2 separate regions of the Gossypium hirsutum genome follow, and region 2 is linked to region 1. Evidence: chromatin contacts called from public Hi-C data. All regions are on one chromosome and are shown on one strand. Each heading gives the region's core, a stretch centred on a gene start, on an enhancer-like site or on the middle of the called end of the contact. The rest is flanking DNA. Distances are from core to core; before and after follow the strand shown. Region 1 holds the start of LOC107894137. Region 2 holds the start of LOC107894136 (ethylene-responsive transcription factor ERF119).

Region 1 (5,454 bases), core at 1,304-3,803:
CATGCATTACAAAACAGAGAGTTACACAGGTTAAGGACACGGGCGTGTGTGACCACACGGCCTGCCCACACGGGTGTGTGACCCCTGTTCATAGCAAAAATTTTCTAAGTTTTGTAAAATTTTCTTAAGTGTTCGGTTTAGTCCCAAATCACTTCAAAAGTATGTTTCAAGCCTCGTAGGCTCATATTAGGGACTTAGTGATTGAATGCGAATGGTTTTAATTTGGATGAAAATTTATGACCCGAAATTGTATGTTTGCTTGCTTTGTAAGTCCGGTAATGCCTCGTATCCTGTTTTGGCATTGAATACGGGTAAGGGGTGTTACATAACCCCTGTTTGTAAAATTTCCTATTTTTTTATTTTTATTCCGATTTGATCCCTGATTGATATCGGGTTGGTTTTAAGCTTTCTAAGCTCGATATAAACCCAAAATTGATTTAATTGCATATTGTACTTAATTATATATGAATATATTGATATTGAATTGATATTTGAACTATGAAATGTAATCAAATGTACTGAATTTGTTTGTAGCACCTTATAACCCGGGTCCAGCGATCGGACTAGGTATGGGGTGTTATATACGGCATGCAGAGCTTTCTTTAGCTAAATTTTCTTCTTTAGAGCGACTGAAGAATAAGATACTTTAAAGTGAAATTTTGGTAAATAGAATTGAGATAATTTTGTCTCCCCCTATATATATCTACACCTTTAGCAGGATTTTCATTGATTGTCTCTACAATTCATCATTAATAATTTTGTCTCCCACTTTAGAACCAGTCAGTTCCATCGTAACTGAATCAAGATTAAGATCCAACTTATCGTAATTTGATCACTCAAATTTTTTAATCCCCCAATTGATTCAATAGAGATACTCAAGTGTTACATTCACAAATAGAAGATCTTTCATCTTATTTGGCCAAAGTTAATAATTTGTGTCATTCAGCATAATCATCTTACTAGTGTTAATTTCCATGATTACTGAACATGAGAACCAACTTAGCTCTTGACACCAATTTTTTGGGACGAAACCAAACCCGATAAAATACTACAGAAGCAGAATTAGTATTCTTTCACTCCTGAAAAATGAATTTGATAATTATAGTAAACCCAATAACACAATATATCAATAATTGATGCAAACAAACCATAGTATCACAAGAAAAAATAATAAATCGAGACACGTAATTTTTATGTGAAAAACCCCTTAAGTAAAGGGTAAAAACCACATAACTTTAAAAGTCTAAAAAGAATTTCATTATAATCAAAGTCTTACTACAACATTACAAACAAACCATAATAAAAACTATACAACTCAAATAAAACTATCAATAAATAATCCTAAGCAATCTTTTAAAAAAATTTTGATAATATCATCTAAAAAGGACGGAATTTGAAAGCCAAAAACCCAAAACTACACCCAAAACGAAAATTGAAGTACACAAACCCCAAAAGGAAGGTTGATATTTATTAAAGAAAAATATTTTCCCTCACATTTTTTTGTTTTTCTTTTCTGACTTGCAACACACTTTTTTGTTTTAGCAACCTTATACGAAAGGCACACGTAGAAGTGGGCTCCCACATAGTGGGACCACACACAGCACAACGCCCTTATCAAAGTCGAGAATCTATTATTAGTATCTGATTCAGGTCTGAGGGAAACTAAAATTGTATTCCTCATCCACCATTTTTATTCTTCTTTTCATTTTCTACTCATGAAAAAAGGGAAACCACTTCAATTTGTTACTAAGCTATGGAGCGAAAACATCATTCATTCCATTAAAACGTATCTTTTCATTTCAAATTTCTAATCCTGATTGTACATTTAACTTCTTTTAATCAAATACTAAAAAATACTGAGACAAACCCAAAAAGATTTAATGAATTTACAGATCGGCTATGCCTTGTCTTCCTTTGAAACCCCCCAACTATGTTTGGTTTCGTTAGGTTTAATTTTGCCTTTTTCCTTTGTTTTTAGGTTGAATTTTTATTCCGCCGACAGAGTTTCCGGCCGCCACAACAATGCAGAAAACTCAGACGAATCGTAATAGACATCGGGATATTCGAACAATCCGCCATACGTCACATGGCCACCCCCGTAGTTATCTCCGATTCCGAACCCGAACAAGTCAAAGTTAGGGATCTGATCCCCAAATTCCAATAACTCACCGGTTCCTGACGAGTCAGTGTCGAGTCTCAGCAACTCAGTAACCTCGCTCCTTATTTCGTCACTTGAAGTTGTGGTAGCCATAGGAGGAGGTAAACCAAGATCATCATCGGAAGCCTCCAAAAGGTAAACAAGATCCGGTTGAGGTTCGCTGGAATCTGATTTCGGATTCAACAGCGGCTCCTTTGCATTTGAAGTTGATGACGCTGCCAATATCTCCTCTTCGAAACTCTTAATAACCAATGCGAGGTCTTGGTTAACAGGCAAAGAATCAGAGTCCTCAAGGAGATCTAATAAATCGTCTCTGAGTCTCTTCACCATAGGTGAGTCTAGGTCAGACTCGGCCGAGTCACCTCTAACTCGCTTCTTGCTGTTTGAATCTTCCATGCCGTGGGTATGAATTTTACTTTATATTATTTTCGTAGAGAGTATTTGAAAGAAGAGTCGCGAATGAGCGAACTCGAGGTGAGGTGAGGGGAGAAGGGGGACACTATTATATACAATGAGACCGAAGTAGAGACAGAAAAGAGAGAGCGTGAGTAATGATGGAGATGCAGGCGCGTTGGAGGAGAATATTCTTAGGTCATAATGGAGTTTCTTTTATTGTTTTTCTTAGTAATTTTTTGGGTTCCTTAATAAAGGCGGTCGTCTAGAACGGTTTCCAAAATGGAAATTTTGGGGATTTGAATGCCGTGGTCAGAAGGGACCCACCAGTAGCCCAGTCAATCACAATATCAACCCTCGGGTTTGGTTTTGCCGCCTTGTTTCTTCTCCATTTCGTTTTTGCATAATTATTTTTTTAGCTTTCCAAATTTATATTTTAGTTTTTTAATTTAATTTTTCTGTCTTTTTTTAGATGTTATATTTTTTTTGAGTAAACGGACTGGATATTTATTAAAGCATAAAAACAGACCAAAAAAAAACATTAAATTAGTTCTCAAAAATCACTGGAATTAATCCTAAAAGAGAAATAATCAAAACTAAATGTAAAGAGTAGGCGGCCAACAATGTAATAACAGAAAAAGGCCTAGAAAACAAAAAACAAAAAATAAAGAAAAAGGAAACCTAATTCCTAATCCAGTCAACATCAACAGTTGGACTCCATAAATTTGTTGCCTCTTCACATCTCTGTCCCAGCAGTTCAAACCACAATAGTTTCCAAAATTTTTTTTTCTTCTGCAATCTATTTTCTTTGTAGTTCTTCCATGAAACCGCCTCAATCTAGGTGTCTCGGTCATCTTTCTTCCAGTGCACGACAGACGTAATCCGGTACAGCTCCCACAAGTACTTTCCCTCTCCATTTTTCAACACTTCGTGCACAAGATTATGGGCACATTCATTTTCTGATCTATGAACTAGAAATCAATTTCTTCAAAATGGACCTTTTTGCTTTGAATATCTCTAATAACTGTTCTTGAATCCCCCATAATTTCTAATGAATTAAATCCCATTGAGATTCTTAATTGAACAACTTGCAAACCTGCATGTGCTTCTGCCGCAAACGGAGATGAGATTGCGCTATGTATGACTATCTTCGAGGCTAAAATCTTGCCCATCAAGCCCCGAACCACCAGTCTTGAAGCCAATTTGGAAGATCGTCTGTCAAAGGCTGTATCAAAATAAATTGTCACCCTCATATTTCCTTCAAGTTGTCTGTGCCCTCTATCAACACTTAAGGTAAGTGGCTTCTCCTCCAGACCATTTAACTCTACCATATGACTTTGGATTCGTTTCGAAAAATCCCTTTTCGCCATGATTTTTCCTTCATGTATTAACTGATTTCTTGAAATCTAGATTAACCATAATGCACAACAAAAGAGTCGACATTGTTTACTAGTACCTATATTGAATACCCAAATAAGCCACTCCCAAATACTTTGAATCATATTATTAAAAATCCAAAAAAGATTTAAGTTCTGCCATACCTCTATTGTTGTAGGGCAGTGTCGAAAAATGTGATTGCTGTCCTCTTCCGAACTGCGACACCGGGGACAAGAAACATTCACTAACACTCTTTTATGCCTGAAATTTATTAGAGTAGGAATATAGTTCCAAGAGATTTTCTATATAGTAATTGTAATTTTTGAAGGAAGATGTAAATTCCATAGTTTCTTGTAAAAATCCTTAATCTCGGTTTGTATTAAATTATCACTAAGACCCAAATTAGTTTATTGTAATAGTTTATGACGCTTTTGACTGAGAATTCGCCAGAAGGTTCTCCTCTCCAAACTTGGAAATCGTCTTGTGCTGCTTTCACCAAATGAATTTGCAAAATTTTCTGTGGAATGTCCGCATGAAAGGTATTAGCGATTAAGTCAGCCTTCCAAGTTTTATTTCTAGCATCAATTAGATCCGAAACTAACTTGAGTTCTTCATTATTGCTAATGTTGCTTAATCTATTTGCATCGACTTCCGGTATCCACAGATCATCCCAAACAGATATTTGAACCCCCTACCAACCCTTTAGCACAATCCACTTTTTAAAAGACCCTTTGCTGCCCAAACACTCTTCCAGATGAACAAAGGTAAATTCCCTAACTGTGCATTAATAAAATTCAAATTTGGATAGTATTTGGTTTTCAAAACTCTAACTAACATAGAATTTGTAAAATTAACAAGACGCCAACCTTGCTTGGCTAATAACGCAAAATTAAATTGTCCAAGATTTCAGAACCCCAAACCACTATTTTCTTTTAAGGTACAAAGATCCCTCCAAACACACCAGTGAATACCCTGCTTGCCACGACCCTTTTGCCCCCAGAAATTTGCAATAATACTCTCCAGGTCAACACATAATGACTTAGGTAGTTAAAAACAAGCTATTGTATAGGTTTTTATAAACTGAAGAATAACCTTTATGAACACTTCTTTCCCACCTTGAGATAGATGCCTAACACTTCAATTATCAATTTGCTACTTAAATCTATCCTTTAAAGTTTGGAAAGATGATTTTTTCCTTCTACCCACCATGTTGGGAAAGCCAAGATAATGTTCTAGGTCATTTGAACGGCGCACACCAAGTATACTAGCAACCATTCTTCTTTCTTCCTCCTGCGTATTAGTACTGAAAAAGATGGTAGATTTGTCATAATTGACACACTAGGCTGAACAATTTCCATATATGAGCAAAATTCTCTTTAATAAATGAGCTCCTCTGTTTGTTGCCTCCTCAAACAAAATACATTCATCTACAAATATCAAATGTGAGACCTGTGGACCACTTCTACTGGCCTTAACCCCTCTCAATAATCCTTCCCTCATTGCAAGTCGCATAAGACTAGATAAGC
Region 2 (5,257 bases), core at 107-2,606, 280 kb after region 1:
TTTATGTTTTAATGTTATAAAAAAAATTCTATTTCATATTTAAATATTATTACGTGTTAATAAATTTATTAATAATTAATATATCCGTGCATGCAATTGTCATAAATGTAGATAATATAAATATTATATAAATATAAAAAAATTAAGAGAAAAATTATATAAAATTGTGATTTCACGTCATTTTTCTTTTAGTTTTCAATTTTTTCTTGTTAAAAAATTTAAATCCAACTAAAAATATTAAAATTCAGAAAAAAATCTAATTTATCATTCTCTTATTAAAAAAAAACATGAAATCATAATTTTATACTATAATTTATCAAAATCTAACTAGAATACCGAACTTTTCCGTAGAAAACATTTTTAATTTAAGGTGGAAAAGGAATTAAGAAAAGTCAAAGAATGTTAGAAGTAGAGGTGTTCATGGGTCGGGCCGGGCCGGGTTCGGGTCGGGCTCAACTAAAAAAATCATGCCCATTTATTGGGCTCGGACCGGGTCGGGCCCAAAAATGAGCCTAAAATTTTGTCCATGCTTTACCTGAATAAAAATACTAAAATCCGGGCCCGGCCCGGCCTAGCCCGCCTATATTAATTTTTTTATATTATTTTTAAATATATATAATACATTAAAAATACTAAAAATATCAAAATAAATATTTCTCAACAAATTGAAAATAACTTTTGAAAAATATGTAAATTTAAATAACACTAAGACAAATGCAACTTAAGAAGCAAATACTTCTAAAATAATAAAAAAATTAACAAATGCCTTTAAAATAATAAGAAAATTAACAATAAAATAAATTTTATACAATATCCAAACAATAACAACAAAATAATAGCAACATAATAGTAAAATGGTAGCAAAATATAGAGAAAATAACAAGAAAATAACATTCAAAAATAAAAAAAATATGCAGATTTTTTTTGTCCTTTAATAAATTCAGGCCCGACCAAGCGGGACCCAGGCTAAAAATACTTTACCCGAGGCCCGATCTATTTTTTAAACGGGTCTTATTTTTTTATTTAAACCAATTTTTCAGACTTGTATTTTTTTTCTAAACCTTCTCATATTTCGGGTAAGTTTTCGGGCTGGGTCGGATAGCCCGGTCCATACACACCTCTAGTAAGAAGGTTAGAAAAAAACAGTGGGCAGTGGTTAGTGGCAACATTGTGATTTAAAGCGCCAATAACAATCCTTCACTGTACCGTAGTACGTTGAAACTCGCGGCGCTTCGGTTACTAAAATAAAGCTGCCAACATTAGTCAGTCTATACACACTTCCTTTCTTAACGCGTGAAGTCAACACGCCATCAAACCTCGTACAAATAAAAAAATTGGGGCAGTGAAACATGAGATACGTATGACATGGTAAGATCGGTAATCCAATGGTCATGCATAATGTATCTGCATGACAGCTCACTTCCATAAATAAAATAAAAATTCTCTTCACCACCGGTGTTTTGAGTGCTTGGGGAAAGGTGAATGGCCTTTGAGACTGAAGAAGACACGGCGAGAGTAGAATAAAAACAAATAACAAAATCCAGAGTCAGTTCACTGTCCACTGGAGGGAAAGAGAGAGACCTCAACAGGTAACGATTAGGAAATTGGAAATAGCCTTTTGGGTTTTCGATTATTAAATAAATAATATGTATTCCATGACATCTTTTCCTGAACTTTCTCCTTCCATAGAGATAGATTTGTGTCTGTAACCATCGCTGGTCGGTTAAAGTATATATTTTTTACTCTGGTGTTTCTCTACCTTGTATGCTTTTTTGTCTTGTTATGGAGAAAGGAAAATCAGATCCGTACGTTTGTAGTCTCACTTTTTCTTTTTTCTTATGCTATGTCTAGCAGTGTCTAAGACGATCTTTTGGTTTTGGTTTCTCCGAGAAGGTTTGGAAGGGAGAGAGAGCTTTTTGTCACTGATGAGATATTGTTGACTGGTTCTCCGGTGGTGGCTTTTGTTGCGCTTTTGGGAGTTGAGGGAGGCTGATTAGCGGATTTATGTCGACTGAGTTTGATTTGGCTTTGATTTGGGCTCGGTTGCAGCTCTGCTTTTCTTCTTCTACAGTTTTCTGTTCTCACTTGTTCATCAAAGCTTCTTTGGCTCTCTGCTTCTACAGGCAGAGACTGAATCTTGTTCACCCGATTGTTTCGATGCGTTTAAGACCAAAAAAGTATGTCATCAATCATTTCGATTTTTAATTGGTTCTTTGGTTTCTTCAGTGTTCTGATTTGAAAATTTACTGTTTATTTTATTTGCAGGACTTGTTCTGGAGTAGGGTGTTTTGGTGGTTTTCACATAAAACAACGATTTTTCTATCTTCTCTTGTTTCTGAGAGGGGCTTATACTTTATACTGCTTTGATAGTCTCAGATTTTTGTTCTCCCTCTCCTCTTGATTTTGTTCTCGTATTTTAAGGGTAGTTCTTGGGGGGGGGGGGTTTAGTTGAGATTTTTATCCAGTTTTGTCGATAAAAATGCCAGAACCTCGAAAAGAAGCCTCTAATAAAAATAAATTATACAAAAAGTCCAAGAAAACCCAACCAATATTGAGTGAAGACACCCAAATGACTAGAAAAGTTCGTGTTATATTTCATGACCCTTATGCCACTGATTCATCTTCTAGTGAAGATGAATCTGAGAGGACTATTACTAGGAAGGCCCCGAGGGGAAAGCTTGTTGTTCGTGAAGTTGGAGTTCCTATTTTAGGGTTGGTTTCCCACTCAAAACCCTTGGAGTTTGAGGCTTCTTCTCAAGACAGTAACTGTAAAACCCCAACCAGAAGAAAAAGAGTTTTGGATACAACCCTTGACGACAATGCTCTTGTGGTTGAAGCCAAAAGACCTGTTGGCGTTCGTCGAAGGAAGTGGGGCAAATGGGCTGCTGAGATTAGGCACCCACTGGAGAAAACCAGGATTTGGTTGGGAACTTTCGATACCCTTGAAGATGCCGCTGAGGCATATGATGCTAAAAAGCTCGAATTCGGGGCTTTGGCTGTTGCTGCTGCTGCTGCTGCAGCTACTGCTTCCTCCGATAAAACCTATGACATTTCTTGTTCTGCTTCTACTTCTCACACTAGCAATTCTGTTGCTTCAGTATCTGAAGAGTCTGTGAGCCCTTCATCCCATACTACGCCTTCATCAGTGCTCGAATTGGATACTTCTGCATCTGTTGCATTCTTTAACAGCAACCATGATTCTGGGGATGCGAACACAGAAGGGTTTGATGCTAACTTTGCCAATTTAGTGATTCCTGATTTATGTTTCATTGATGATCCACTGTTGTGTGGATCAGTTGGACAAGAGCTGAACTTAGATGAAGAGCAATCCGATTATCTTTTTGTCAATGATTCTGGGGTGATTTTGGAGGATTATTGTAGCATCGAAGACGTGAGCATTTGTGGGATCGAAGGAGATGAACCCAGTGAACTTCCTGATTGTGATTTCAGCACTGATGACTTCGATTTTTGCAAAAAAGTAGCCCACCTCAACATTTTGTGCCCATAAGTTTTGCCGTTAGGTAATAGTAGTAATGGTTTAATAATATAAACCTGGTTGTCATGAGTTATTAGTCAAAGTTGGAAGGTTCTTGGGGGACTCTCCAAGATGGGTTATTGGGTAGTTCAATTTTTGTGAGTGAGTCGAAATGATTTGTTTGGTGAGTTGAGAGGAATGAGTGACGAAAAATCCTTTGGGTTTTCTTGTGCTAAAGAGCCATCCAAGGGATTAATCTATCTGAGAGAAGTGTTTTAATTTTTGGTTGCTCATCCTCACATGTTAAAACTACTATATTTGTCTATTTGCAGCGAACGAAGTTTTATTTTCTATTAATTCTACCTTGGTAGATTTATTTCTTGTGCTTGAGATGAATCATGAATGCGATTGAAGTAAATTAATTTTGACGAGGGACCTTGTCTAATAAGTTGCAGTTGGACTAGTACTTGTATGAAGGCCGGTTCCATTTTTTTCATGAACTGGTGGGAATATTCTAACTTGGGATTGGTTTGTTTGATTGTCGGTCTTTTGCTGTTTATTTTCCGTCAAATGTGGAGACTGGAAAGTTGCGCTTGGATTATTTCTTTAAATAATTTGCATTATAAAATACGAATAAAATAAATATTTTAACTAAAATTGTAATAAGATAAAACAATATAAAAATGAAGTTAATTAATTTAACTACAGCATAGACCGAACGATAGAGGCTACCTTTTAGATTCACTCATCGTATGAGTAGGGTTAGCCGTATCTGGATTGCCTTTCTTATCCTCCCTTCACCTTGTCCTTCCCCTCTAACTCTTTCTTGGTGGGTCTTTTAGGTTCAACTAAAAATATTATATTATGTCCACACTATCTGTTCAGATTTGAAGGTTTACTCGAAATTGAGAGAGTTCGAATAGAAATATTAAATCTTTGAAAAAAAAATTAGGCCCGTTTAAAATATGGGTCTAGCTTAGGTTTGAACTTTTAAGGCTCAAGCTCGGCCTAGCTCAACTCATTTTTAAGTTTATAATGTTTTATATTATGTTATTTTTATATATTATGTAATTTAGAACATATTGAAATACCACTCTAATATAAACATTGAAATAATGTTAAGATGGCTATATAAAAATTTACAATAAAAAAATGTATAAAATTATTAAATATTAAAATAATATAATATAAATATTTTTAAAAAATTAAAAAAATAATATGGGTGGACTTAAAATGGGTTTGGGTTAGTCTTGCAAATATGGGCGAGTTTGGGTAAAATTTTAGACCCATATTTCAGGTCAGTCCAAGCTTGGACAAATATAAAGTACGTTAATATCATGTTTAGGCCTGGCTTAAATCGGCCCATGAGCATCTCTAAATGGAGTGGTGTGGTGATTAAAGATCTTGTCAACACTTGTTTGTCATAGGTTTAAACCGTATTACCCCCATCCCCTATCCCTAATATTGCATAAAAATATATTTTTTAAAATATTGATATTTATGAAAAATATTTAAAATTCAAAGTCAACGGTCGATCAACATCTGTCAACTACGATCAATGGCGGATCAAATTCAAAGGTATTTTCTATTATTTAAATATATAATTTTCTTTTTTTAATATATTTTTTGAATTTAAATTTAATGTTTTTAATTTTAATCAACATGAATGCCGGTGGAATTATTTGACTGGTTAGATTTGCCACATGACACATTCTAATTGGTGCAACATGTCAACCGATTTTTTTAACATCGTTACAAAAAAATGGACTAAATTAAGTAATG

Evidence for each region. A called contact is a pair of places that touch in the nucleus more often than the background predicts.
Region 2: a Hi-C map of leaf shows a contact between it and region 1, with 2.6 times the contacts expected there. The contact joins the promoter of LOC107894136 here to the promoter of LOC107894137 in region 1. A contact is called at or near these places in 2 of 34 Hi-C or Micro-C datasets (both in leaf).

Annotation. Positions count from the first base shown.
Region 1 is chrA13:11,248,229-11,253,682 of Gossypium_hirsutum_v2.1, forward strand. It overlaps LOC107894137, which reads right to left and starts at 2,554. Exons shown (of 1, transcript XM_016819356.2): 1 at 1,988-2,554. The coding sequence starts at 2,554. The coding sequence ends at 1,988.
Region 2 is chrA13:11,525,243-11,530,499 of Gossypium_hirsutum_v2.1, forward strand. It overlaps LOC107894136 (ethylene-responsive transcription factor ERF119), which reads left to right and starts at 1,357. Exons shown (of 3, transcript XM_016819355.2): 1 at 1,357-1,589; 2 at 1,894-2,177; 3 at 2,266-3,826. The coding sequence starts at 2,480. The coding sequence ends at 3,508.